Linked DNA regions of Gossypium hirsutum: region 2 is linked to region 1. Evidence: chromatin contacts called from public Hi-C data. All regions are on one chromosome and are shown on one strand. Each heading gives the region's core, a stretch centred on a gene start, on an enhancer-like site or on the middle of the called end of the contact. The rest is flanking DNA. Distances are from core to core; before and after follow the strand shown. Region 1 holds the start of LOC107904835 (protein OS-9 homolog). Region 2 holds the start of LOC107917720 (protein PHOX1).

Evidence for each region. Hi-C and Micro-C count contacts between places; a contact is called where the count stands out from the background.
Region 2: a contact with region 1 is called in a Hi-C map of leaf, with 4 times the contacts expected there. The contact joins the promoter of LOC107917720 here to the promoter of LOC107904835 in region 1. A contact is called at or near these places in 13 of 34 Hi-C or Micro-C datasets (callus, fibers, hypocotyl and 2 more).

The regions. Positions count from the first base shown.
Region 1 is chrA08:31,389,355-31,395,021 of Gossypium_hirsutum_v2.1, reverse strand. LOC107904835 (protein OS-9 homolog) reads left to right here and starts at 3,523. Exons shown (of 8, transcript XM_016831371.2): 1 at 3,523-3,793; 2 at 4,870-4,946; 3 at 5,593-5,667. The coding sequence starts at 3,709.
Region 2 is chrA08:31,697,903-31,703,569 of Gossypium_hirsutum_v2.1, reverse strand. It overlaps LOC107917720 (protein PHOX1), which reads right to left and starts at 2,938. Exons shown (of 3, transcript XM_016847005.2): 1 at 164-2,938; 2 at 1-69. The coding sequence starts at 2,300.

The DNA.
Region 1 (5,667 bases), core at 2,274-4,773:
TCTCGCAGCACCGATCCACCTAAGAATTACCTGCATAGTTAAAACAAATGGGTGAGTTTACAAAAACTCAGTGTGTAATCCCAATATCAAACAAATAGTGAACAACACAGTCTGGGCCTAAGCCCATATCAGTAACAGTTCAATACAATAATGTAACCCATCACAATCCAGCCAACACACCACTCCGTACCACCAACACTCTATGTGGGGACAAAGTCAACCCACCCAGCCAACACACCAATATCGCAGCAAAGCTGCCAGTATCAATATCGCAGCAAAGCTGCCTGTAACAGTAATGCAGTAAAGTTGCCAGTATCAGTATATGGCACAAAGCCATGAGTAGCGGCACGAAGCCGTCAGTAGCGGCACACAGCCATCAATAGTGGCCCAAAGCCATCAGTAGTGGCACAAAGCCATCGATATCGACACAAAGCCATCAGTAGCGGCACAAAGCCATCAGTAGTGGCACAAAGCCATCAATAGCGGCACAAAGCCATCAGTAGCGACATCAAGCCATAAATATCGCAGCAGTGCTGCCAGTAACAGAATATGTGGCAATGCCACCGGTACAGTATACTTCATCCATAATAGTATCCCAATCCCATGAAATATGTCATGTCATAAATCATACGTGTATGCAGAATGTTATGCTAAAAAAAAACAATCAAATCATAGCACAAGCTAGTCATTTACCCTCGAGGGCAAAATAGTCATTTTACCTTTAGGGGTATTTCGGTCATTTTCATTAAAATGGGTCTAGGCACACTTACCGACCCATCAGAAGGTCCACAATTGTCTCGAATGACTTGTGTAACCTCAACATACATAACAATACAAATGGGCCCACAGCCCATTATGCAGCCCATGTGGGCCCACACGCCCGTGTGGCCCACTTAGCCTAAAAATGACCACGGCCATGTGAACTACATAGCCCAGTCCAGTATTTGCCACATAACGTGAATCTATCCGTGTGGGGCCCACAAGCCCATTAGGCCCACACGACCCATTTCGGCCCATCGAGGCCCATAATAGCCTAAGCCCATGAGAACGCTCAAGGTGGCCTCTACAATATTATGCCCATGATTCATGGGCTCGGTTATCACATGTGCGTTCGCACATCCATGTGGCAAAAAAGCCATTCTTTTAGTTTTTTTGGCTTTTCGGCTTTTGCCGTTCTACAGTCTATTCAGTGTGTGAATACACACCTATTTGCGAAAAGAGTGCAGTTCCCTCGAACACCAACCTATATTCAACTATATCCCTAACGTCAGTCCTTTAACAAATGGGTAATTAACCTTTTAATAAAACCTATCCTAATCATGGTACGACACTAACCTTGATCGAACACTTAAGGTTCCTCACCCCTTAGACGCCACCGAAGATCGATTACAGATTACTACAGATTGACAAAAAGAATTGTGAAACCGATTCTTGAGGGTGGAAACAATCAATTCACAATCCCCAACAAGATAGCCGCTAAGACGAGGCAGAACTAACGTCACCACTCCCCTAACAATGCCAATCAGAAAGAAAAGGTTAAAAGAGAACCATAGCTATGACCGAAGAGAAAAGAATGGAGAGAAACAACATCCAACGAAATAGTACTTACCACCCAGATCGACAGAGAGGAATAACAGAAAGAATTGGCTCCTAGAAGGTCAACGCAGGAGCACTGACGACTAGCTAGAATCTGATTGTACCAAAAGAAGGGAGAAGGAAAAAGAATGACTCAACCACCACAAACCAAAGCTGAATGAGATAAAGAGGAAAACAGTCAAGGTAATCGGGCTAGAGACTTCAACAATTAAGGGAGGGGGAATATGGAATCAAAATCGAAAGCATTGAGGGGGAGGACAACAGCAATCGGTCATGAAGAAAAGAAACAAGCAAATGAAGAAGAGGAGAACGGAAGTCAATAACTTTAAGAAAAAGGGGTTAGAAAGGGAGCATAAATCGCAAAGGCACAAAAGAGAGAAGACTCGAAAAGAAATAAGCATTATTCAGCCACAACAACAAAAAGGCCAAACCGAACACAACTAAATTCGGCATCCAAAAGCAAGAAGAGGAGCTAGGAATAAAATAAATACTCTTTTGTGCAAAGAGTGACTCAAACCCCTAACCTCTTTAAAAGCACAACATGCCACTACCACTACACCACAACTCTCTTTGTATCATATCTTACCTAATTTAATTAAAGGAGCCTACTTTCTAGAACCCAGAGCCCTATTCACTTAAAATTAAAAATTTTGCTAAAGCCCAAGTTTGAACCCAGGACTTCTCAAACACTCCCAAAGCACACAACCACTAAGCCACACACTCAATTGTGTCATTTTCTTGCAGAACTAAATACTTATGTGCACTCTCTTGGCTGTTCCCATGCTCAAGGCCTATTCCTTCTAGGCCCAAATTTGGGGAGTTACATTGGGAAATTTTCCCAACTTGGTCCAAAAAACTTTTTCTCCGCATTAGTTTCAGAATTAGGATTGTAAATGAACAGAACATTCAATGAACAATTCGATTTTTGTTCGTTTATGTTTGTTTATTAAGCTAAATAAATGAACATGAACAAGATTTTGAAGCTTGTTTATTAAACGAACTGAATACAAACAAAGCTTATTTAGTTTATTTATGTTCATGAACCAGCTCATTTAAAGTTCGTTTAATAAATCATTTAAAACTCGTTTATTGTTCCATTAGTATATATTAATAAAATTATCTTGGTTTGTATTTTTTTCATTTATAATATAATTATTAATATTAATATTTGACTATTTTATATCTAAATAATATATATGTGTGTATATGTTTATTTATCATTTGTTTGTTTATTTATTATTCATTAACATTGTTCGTAAACATGTTCAATTATATGTTCATAAAGATGCTCGTTTAATGTTCGTGAACATGTTCGATTAAGTTAAACGAACATATTTGTGAACATTAAACAAATGAACATGAACACATATAATTTTAAATAAACGAACATAAAAAAAATTAAAATTCTTAACGAACACAAATTGAACATGAACAAAACTTAAAAATAAACAAATGAACATAAACAAATGTTTGTTTGTTTAAGCTCGGTTCATTTTCAGCCCTACCCAAAATTTCGAAACTGAATTTGGTTTGCATTAGGGTATAACACTCTATATTGTGCCATATCATCACTTGAAAAATTAAATATATAAAATTTACATAAAAATTATTAATTTTTTTTAAAATTATAAAAATTGAAGTGATGATATAACATAATTTTAGAGTGCCATGTCATTATGCATTAATGAAATCCAAATTTAGGGACCAAATTAAAAAAAAACTGATAAGTTTAAAGATTAATGTGAACCAAAAAAGTTTAGAGATTAAAGTTAAAAAAATTACCAAGTTAAAGGACTAAAGGTTATATTATCCCTTAAAACACTTCACCTTGTATTATGAGATGGGATAATTTCCGGGCTTAGGTCCATAAACATGTTGAAGGCTTACGCTTTTAAACACAAACAAAACGAAGCCCATCTCCGCCACTGTCACAGCTTTGCATGACGTGGCTACATCTCATTGGCCAACCTGCGTAGACTTGAGTCATCTTCAACAGTACTGGATACATCTTTTTCCGTTTACCTATTCTTAGCAAGCACAAAACAAATTATTATTCAATATTTTTGTTTTTTTTTTAAAAAAGAGAAAAAGAAAAAAATAGTACAAGGCAATATGAGATTATTTGTTAGTTTGGTAGCAGTTTTATGTATCGTGTGCAGCAATGTCTTAGCCGATCAGATTTTCCCATCTCATGTAGGTAAGCCGATATTTCATAGTTTTTTCCCCTTTTGTGTTAATTAATCTTAATTTTGTGTGTGTGTTTTTAAATTGTGGATTTTCTTTGAGTTGAGCTCATGAGGTGGGCTTAAAATATCTATTCCCAGTGATTTTATTGTTTTAGATGAATGAATGTTTTCTATATTATTTATAAGACATACTACTTTTTTATTGTTAATTAGTAGTATATGGTTGTTCATAGGTTCCTCTTTTTTTCACAATTGGAGAACGATTTGTCCGTAAAAAAATTGATGACTAAGTCATTAGTAGTGCTTAAGCAGTGAAATTAGCACCAAAGGCAGGAAGGAGCTTTATTACAGCTACATCCCTTGTTGGTTAGAGAAGGGGGTTTTGTGGTTTTGGAATTTGATTCAGTTAGGTATTGTGATCAAATGGGAGATACCAGTGGTTCTTCGGTAGCCTAGAATTGATGCCTACTTTACTTCTAGGGCTTCTTGCAAGACAATATGATGAATATTTTTATGATCTGAGTAAAGTGGTTTCGGCATCAGTAGTGTTTTATACTTTTTCACAACTAGAAAGAGTTTGCAGTTGAATTTAGTTTTTTATTTGTGAATGCCAACTACTTTTGAAAGTGAGCATTTATTGATGAGAGCAAAGTTATGCTAGGTGCTGATTGTTTGATAAATTTGGATATTATGGATCATAGCTGACCTACATGGTGAACCACAAGTTGCTTATGTTCTTATACCTTTGTGGCTTTGGGTCAATTGAATGGTTATTGGTTCTTAAATAAAGATGGGTGAACTTTAGAAACAAATGAAACCGGAGAATGAAATAAAGAAGAAGAAAAAATAGAATGCGTGGTCTTCACTCACCACGAATGCCATTAGAAAGAGCTATTAATTGTTGCAACCAAGTCCATCTTTGTGCGTGATTCTATCATATACAGCGTTTCCATCTAACTATTGCAACTGATTCATTGGGAATGTCATAGTATTCTTTCTTTCTTTTTTAGTATTTAGAATATTGGTTCTACTGGGATCAAGTTTTTTTTGCTTTCTGATGCTTTTCTATTACTTAACTGATAAACAGCTAGCACACTTGGTCGAAGCTCCCGTGAACCAAAATACAAGATTGAGTTCCATTCTGAAGACTCTCCCTACCATCCCGTAAGTAAGACTAGAATTTTAAACAGTTTTTGCTCATCAAGCCTTGGTTTAAAGCATCATCTGGATGTTCACTTGGGCTTTATCATGTTGAACATCCAACCTAAAACCTACTGGCAATAGGTGGAGTGGTCCAATTTTAATATAAGACCATAGGGAACATAATCTTTAATGACTTAACCAACTATATTTTCACCACTGCATATTTCCTTGAGCAAGTAAAATTTATAAATGGTAATATGTAAAAATTCTGAAAATTATTTACATGTGTACTTCTTAATGTAAGCATGAACTTTTTTATTTTAAAGTTTTCTACGTAACATGCTCTTATTATTTACAGCTTATTAGTGGGTTCAAATAAACTAGTATACATTTTGTCTAGCAACATACTGTTTCATACTGTGTGTTCAAATGCTTAAGAAAGTTTGTATTTTGAAATTGGAGAGAGCACGTAATCTTGGCATGCAACTTGGTGCTGTTTCTATAAAAGAGGGTTATTAATGGTAATAAGACGAATGAAAATCTTGGCATAATCTTGTCATAATTTTCCATGTGCATATAAGTTTAGTGGGCTGGTTTTCCTTTGATGTGAACCTATCAAGTTCCATTTTTAGTGATCTACTATTACAATGCCTGGAACATTTTGCAGGATGATGATCAGGAGTCTGTTTTTATGCCTAATAAAGATGGAAAGAATTTTTTATGTTTCTTGCCTAAGGTGGAG
Region 2 (5,667 bases), core at 1,689-4,188, 310 kb before region 1:
TCTGCCACTTTTTAGCTTCATACATCTCATTCCATGCCTGTATTATCTCGTCAATCTTAAACCCTAAACCTGCAAGTGATAGAAAGGTAAGTTAGTGCTTTTCAAGGGGTAAGCAGATGTCCAGTTGATGACACAAAGTTATGAATTTCTAACCATAGGTTACCTTCCAAAGCAATGTTATTTGAACAGTGGTTCTTTACCATAACAGCTACATCAGTGGGAGAAGCTCCAGCATGCTCAAACTTCTCAACAGCAACCTCCAAACATTCATGCCAGACAGGTAGCCCTAGTTTAAATTCCATGTTCGAACGTTCGTAAAGTATGGTGCCCCATAAAATGTTTATCTGAGCACTCATGTTGATTGCCTGCTCTGCTGCTTCATCTGCTGTTATATCTTTCAGTAAACCATCCAATCCCATTTTCTTCAACTGCTTTTGTTCATCCTTCAAATCAGAAACCTCACGCAGGCGCTGCTGTTCTAACTCTTCCCACATCTGCATACCCCTCTCCATATTTTCCTCAGCATTGTTATAAAGCTGCAGGACCACCTCAGAAGGCCATGTTTCCAGATCAACATTGTTGCCAATTGCATAATACCAAGAAAGTTTTCCCTGCTCAAACTGTTGTTGTGCTAGAGCTAGATGAGCTTCATAGAAATCTGGCTTGATTCTCAGTGCTTCCTCATATCTCTTACCAGCTTTGCTATATTCTAATTGTGCATAATCATAGGTTTTTTTTATCTGCTTAAGTACAGATTCTCTCGAACCATCTTCAGTGAAGTATACCCTCTTCCTTGCCCTGGACATGTGAACATTTCCCCAGTTGAACAATGCTAATGCTGTCATCTCTTGGAATTTCTCAGCAGCCATGTCGAAAAGATCCTGTGCCTCTTCACTTGTAACTATGTCCTCCATGGCCTCAGAATATTGCTTCATACCAAGCTCATGGAGATTCAAGTATGCGTCTAAATCAAACCCAACATAGTTCTTGAATAGTTGAGCAAACTCAATTATCCAGTCATCAATGCAACACGATTCTTTTCTGGTTTCCGCAACTTTTCTGGCATGGCCATTTTCAGTTGCCTTACCTTGTTTGATGTCAAGAATGTGAACTTCCTCATGCTTAAATCTCTCGAAGAGTGGATCCTGCTCAGGATTGACTTCTACAACATACAGCCTCACAGAACCCTGGGATTCTGCTGATATTTCAGCCAATTTCAACTCTTCATCACTGGTGATTGTGACTAAATCACCTTCTTCATCTCTGTATTTGACAAGAACTGCTCTCAAACTAGGAAATCGATCATGAATTACTTCCCTTAGTTGAAGAAGGCTGCAATTAAGTGGTAACTGAGCGCATCTTATATCTTCACCCAAAATCAACTTGACAGTCTTCTTTGGTTCTTCCGCTTTACTGCTAATTTTCTCCTCTATAACCAGTTTATCCTCAGCCTTCTTTTCCTCTACATTTCCATCAACCTCCTTGTCCTCAATTCGATCCGCAGCCTTGTTATCTTTAGCTTTACTGATCTTCTTCTTGTTCTTCTTCTCGGTTTTCTCTTCGACAACTTCTGGAATTTGTGAATTCCTTGGAGGTTCAACAGATTCTTCAGCTTTACTGATCTTTTTCTTGTTCTTCTTCTCTGTTTTCTCTTGGACAACTTCCGAAATTAATGAACCCCTTGGAGGTTCAACAGATTCTTTAGCTTTGCTGATCTTCTTCTTGGTTTTCTCTTTAACAACTGTCGGAGTTTTCGAAGTACTTGGAGGTTCAACGGATTCTAGAGGCAATTCAACAGGTAAACCTTCTTTCTCAAGTGAGCTTCTTACCCTTTCTGAAATCTCTATTGCCATGACATTATTAGGCTCCATGTTAAGAACTGTATTAACATCTCTGAAAGCTAATTCCAGCCTATTCAAAGATTCGTAACACCTGGCTCTCTTTACAAGTGCCTTGCTATACTTGGGAGTAACCTCTAATGCCAAATCACACTCATGGATAGCCTTGGGGTACTCATTCAATCCCATCTGCATATAACATGCAGCAATATTAGTCCTAAGATGGCATACATCTATGTGATTCTTTGGGAGCAATTTGAGAGCCTTCTCATATGTCAACATTGCTCCTTCATGATCCCTTTTCTGAAACAGTTTGTTCCCCTCTTCTTTCAGTTCTTGAGACATGGCAATGAAAACTGCCGTGTCTGAATCATATGATTTCGAACTCTTGTCTCCAACTTTCTTTTGCTTCACATTATTATCCCCTGTTTGCTTCTTGTGCTTTCCACTATGCTTCCCCATTGCAAATCCAACCCCAACTATATTACGTGACTCAATCCAGAAACCCTGACTAAGAAAACAAATCCCTACCCTGGTTCTGAACTAACTTCTTACACAAGTTTAAAAAAGCTCAACCCCAGTAGCTAAAACCACAAGCAAGCTCCCACCACCAAAAAGACCTTAAAACTTTTTATAACTTTTAATATGAATAAAGATTCAAAAACCAGTTCAAATACAGCAGATATGACAAGCACTCCAAAACAAAAGCTCTTAGACACCTAAAAAGAATTAAAACCCAGATACCAAAATGGGAATAGAAAAAAGATATATTATCTTTACCACCTCAAAACTAGAAGCTGTCAGCCCTTAACGAAGTATTAAGAAATCCCAGTTGAGAGAGGAACAGAATAATAGGCACGCTCAGTTTCAGCTAAAAAGATAAGACCTTGATGCAAAACCAAAAATAAAGAAGGAAATTTGAAGGCAAGGGATTATTTATGTGGGGGAAATGAGGTGTGGAACTTTTCCAGGAAAATTGAAAAAGATAATGTTTTTGTGAGAAAATGGAATATGTGTGTTGCAGGGAGAATACGGAAGAAAAGAAAACAGACCAACGTTCTGTTTTATATTTTAGTGTAGCTTTTTTTGTGTTTTTTTTTACAACGTGAATTTCAGCTTAACGTGAACGCCACAAAAAGCTTTCTTTGTGTTTTGTTTTGTTTTTTTTTTTTCAGAAAAAATAAAAAGGACCCATTTTCCAAGGGATTCCAGGTTCCTTGGTAACGTTTGATAAAACGGCCAAAGGCAGAGATTTGTTTTTTTGACTATTGCCACCTTCATTTGTCATTAGAGAATAAACTTGTCAGCTTCTTTAGATTTTGCTACTTCCAATCCAAATAATTATAAAAATCTAATTATATTTATTTAGTAATAGCTTAATAAATTTGGTTTGAAGTTTTATAAATTTTAATCCTAAAGGTTGAATCGTTGATATATGGGGGAAAAATATACATAACAATTTTTTAAAATTATTTATGAAATAAATAAATAAATATTAAAGCAATAAAGAAGAATAGTAAAACACGTGACAAAGGTTCAGAATTCCTTAGCTTTAAAGTTGAAGGGCAGGTTGGAAGAAGTCATGTTTAAAATCTCAATTTTTTGGCAGAAAATGGGAATAAAATAATAAGGATGATAAAATAGAAATGTTTGTCTTGTAATTTCAACCACATGTATAAATAATAAATAAAAAGCCTCAAGGGTGGTGGGTCTGAAGCAACTTCCAAAGCAAGTTGGAGTGCAAACGGTAAACGGCAAGACAAGTGTTGTTGGAAAGAAGATTCCTACGGAAACGTGATGTTGACTATTTACTTTTGTTAGGAGTCACCGCCACAATCCCAATGTCCTCCACCCTCCGTCTCTACGCAACTATGAAAATATCAATTTTTTTTCCTTCAAATGATAAAAAAAATTCCGTATTGTAAATCCTTGATATTATCTTTTTCATTCAAGCTCACATCATCGTTTCCATTGAAGGTCATGATGGGAGAGCTAATGCAATGGACATAATAAATTAATGATACGGTAACAAAAGTAGTGTTATATATTAGTAATTACCAATTCGAGCCCTCTTCGATCCATGATTTGAATAGGTTCCACCCAAAGATTAAGTGCGAAGCGAGCCATGAGAAGACAGCAAGGCAAGCTTGCGGGCCCTACTTGCAGAGCAAGTTCATAGACTCAGTTCGCAAGGAAAAGCCAAGGACCCAACTCGTAACAAAAGGCCTAACTCGTAGGGACTTAGAGAGCTTGCATGTAGGGGCCACGTGCTCCGCAAGCTACCCAAACACGTGTTCAGCAGGTACGAAGCCTGCTCAGAATGTTAGTCCCAGAAACAGAAAGGATCACGTGTTCCATAAATACGTGCCCAGCAAACTTGAAGTTCGTAAAGAATGTCAGTACTAGGGACAAAAAATGTCAATACTAGAGATAGCAGAGTCAAGACAAAATAGTGGGGTCCTATCATGAGGTATAATAGCATCTGTAGCAACATGTATAAATACCCGAACACTCCTATCAATAACATACGAGAAAATATTACTCAATAATTGGTGCGGTGAGCGTGGACGAACTTCTGATCATCAGATTTTTTTAAGTTTGATTAAGTTTTCTTCAATTTTCGAAGCAAATGGCTTACCAAAGTTAAAATTTCGCTCTCAACTCTTCATCAGGACAGGCTGGAGCAATAGGTTCTAGTGACCAGCACAATAAAACAGACTTATTCGCCAGATGGTTCGTCGATAGACCAGAAAACCTTGACAACACAATTTATAGAGGGGCTTCTAGTCCTTTAGACTTGAATATCTCTACCATTCAGGGGTTGTCACTCCCTTTCAACAAAAAGGCACCCTGTAGCAGTTCTTGGCTCTTCAAGAGTATATGAGACTTATGAGAAAGCAGATGGTCGTTCAAGAGACACAATTTGAACAATAATAAGCTGTTCAGCATGAGCTCCTGAAGCAGAACGAGGAGCTGCGAAGGAAGGTGCATTCTGATAACTCTAGTTTCCAGGACAATATAAACACATAGAACGAGGCCCCAGGCACCCAGGCTAAAGAATGGTAGAAAGAGATAGACAAGTTGCGAAGAGACGTACGAGTGTTACACCCTGAATCACAAGACTTGGATTAACTGTTCTGCTCCAACAACCCACTGACCTACCACGTGACTTCAAGGTCCCGAAAGACATGTTTGAAGGAATAAGGGACCCTCAAGTTCATTTGATGCAGTACAATGACTACATGAACGTACTGGGAGTATCGGATGCAGCAAAATGCAAAGTCTTTTCTATAGCAATTAAGGGGAGCACCAAAGATTGATACTTGTCTCCTCCACAAGGTTCAATTCAAAACTTCTTGCAACTGGGATAGATGTTCATGAGCAGATTTAGGGCCTACAAAATAATTATGAATACGCTTATGGGACTCATGTCTGTGAAACAAATGGAGGGCAAGTCCCTTCAAGATTATGTAAAGAGGTTCCATGCGGCGACCCTAAACACAAATAACTTAGAGGACCAGTAGGTTGTATATGCCTTTATCATGGGGGTACAGAACGACCATGTACAATACTCTTTCAAAAATAACAGACCGCAGAGTCTGGTTGACCTTTATGAGTGAACTCACAAGTTAGCAAAAGCAAAGGAGAACAAACGAGCATCGCGTGCCACCTTTTAGAGGAAAGACAGACAATCTAGAAATAATGAGGGACCTTGCAGTAGGCAAGGCTCCCTAACCAATCATTGCGAGTAAGAAGCGATAGGCCGCAGAGGAACCAGCCCCAAAGTGATACACTTATAGCTCCCTAGAGACCTCAACAAGACAAGGCT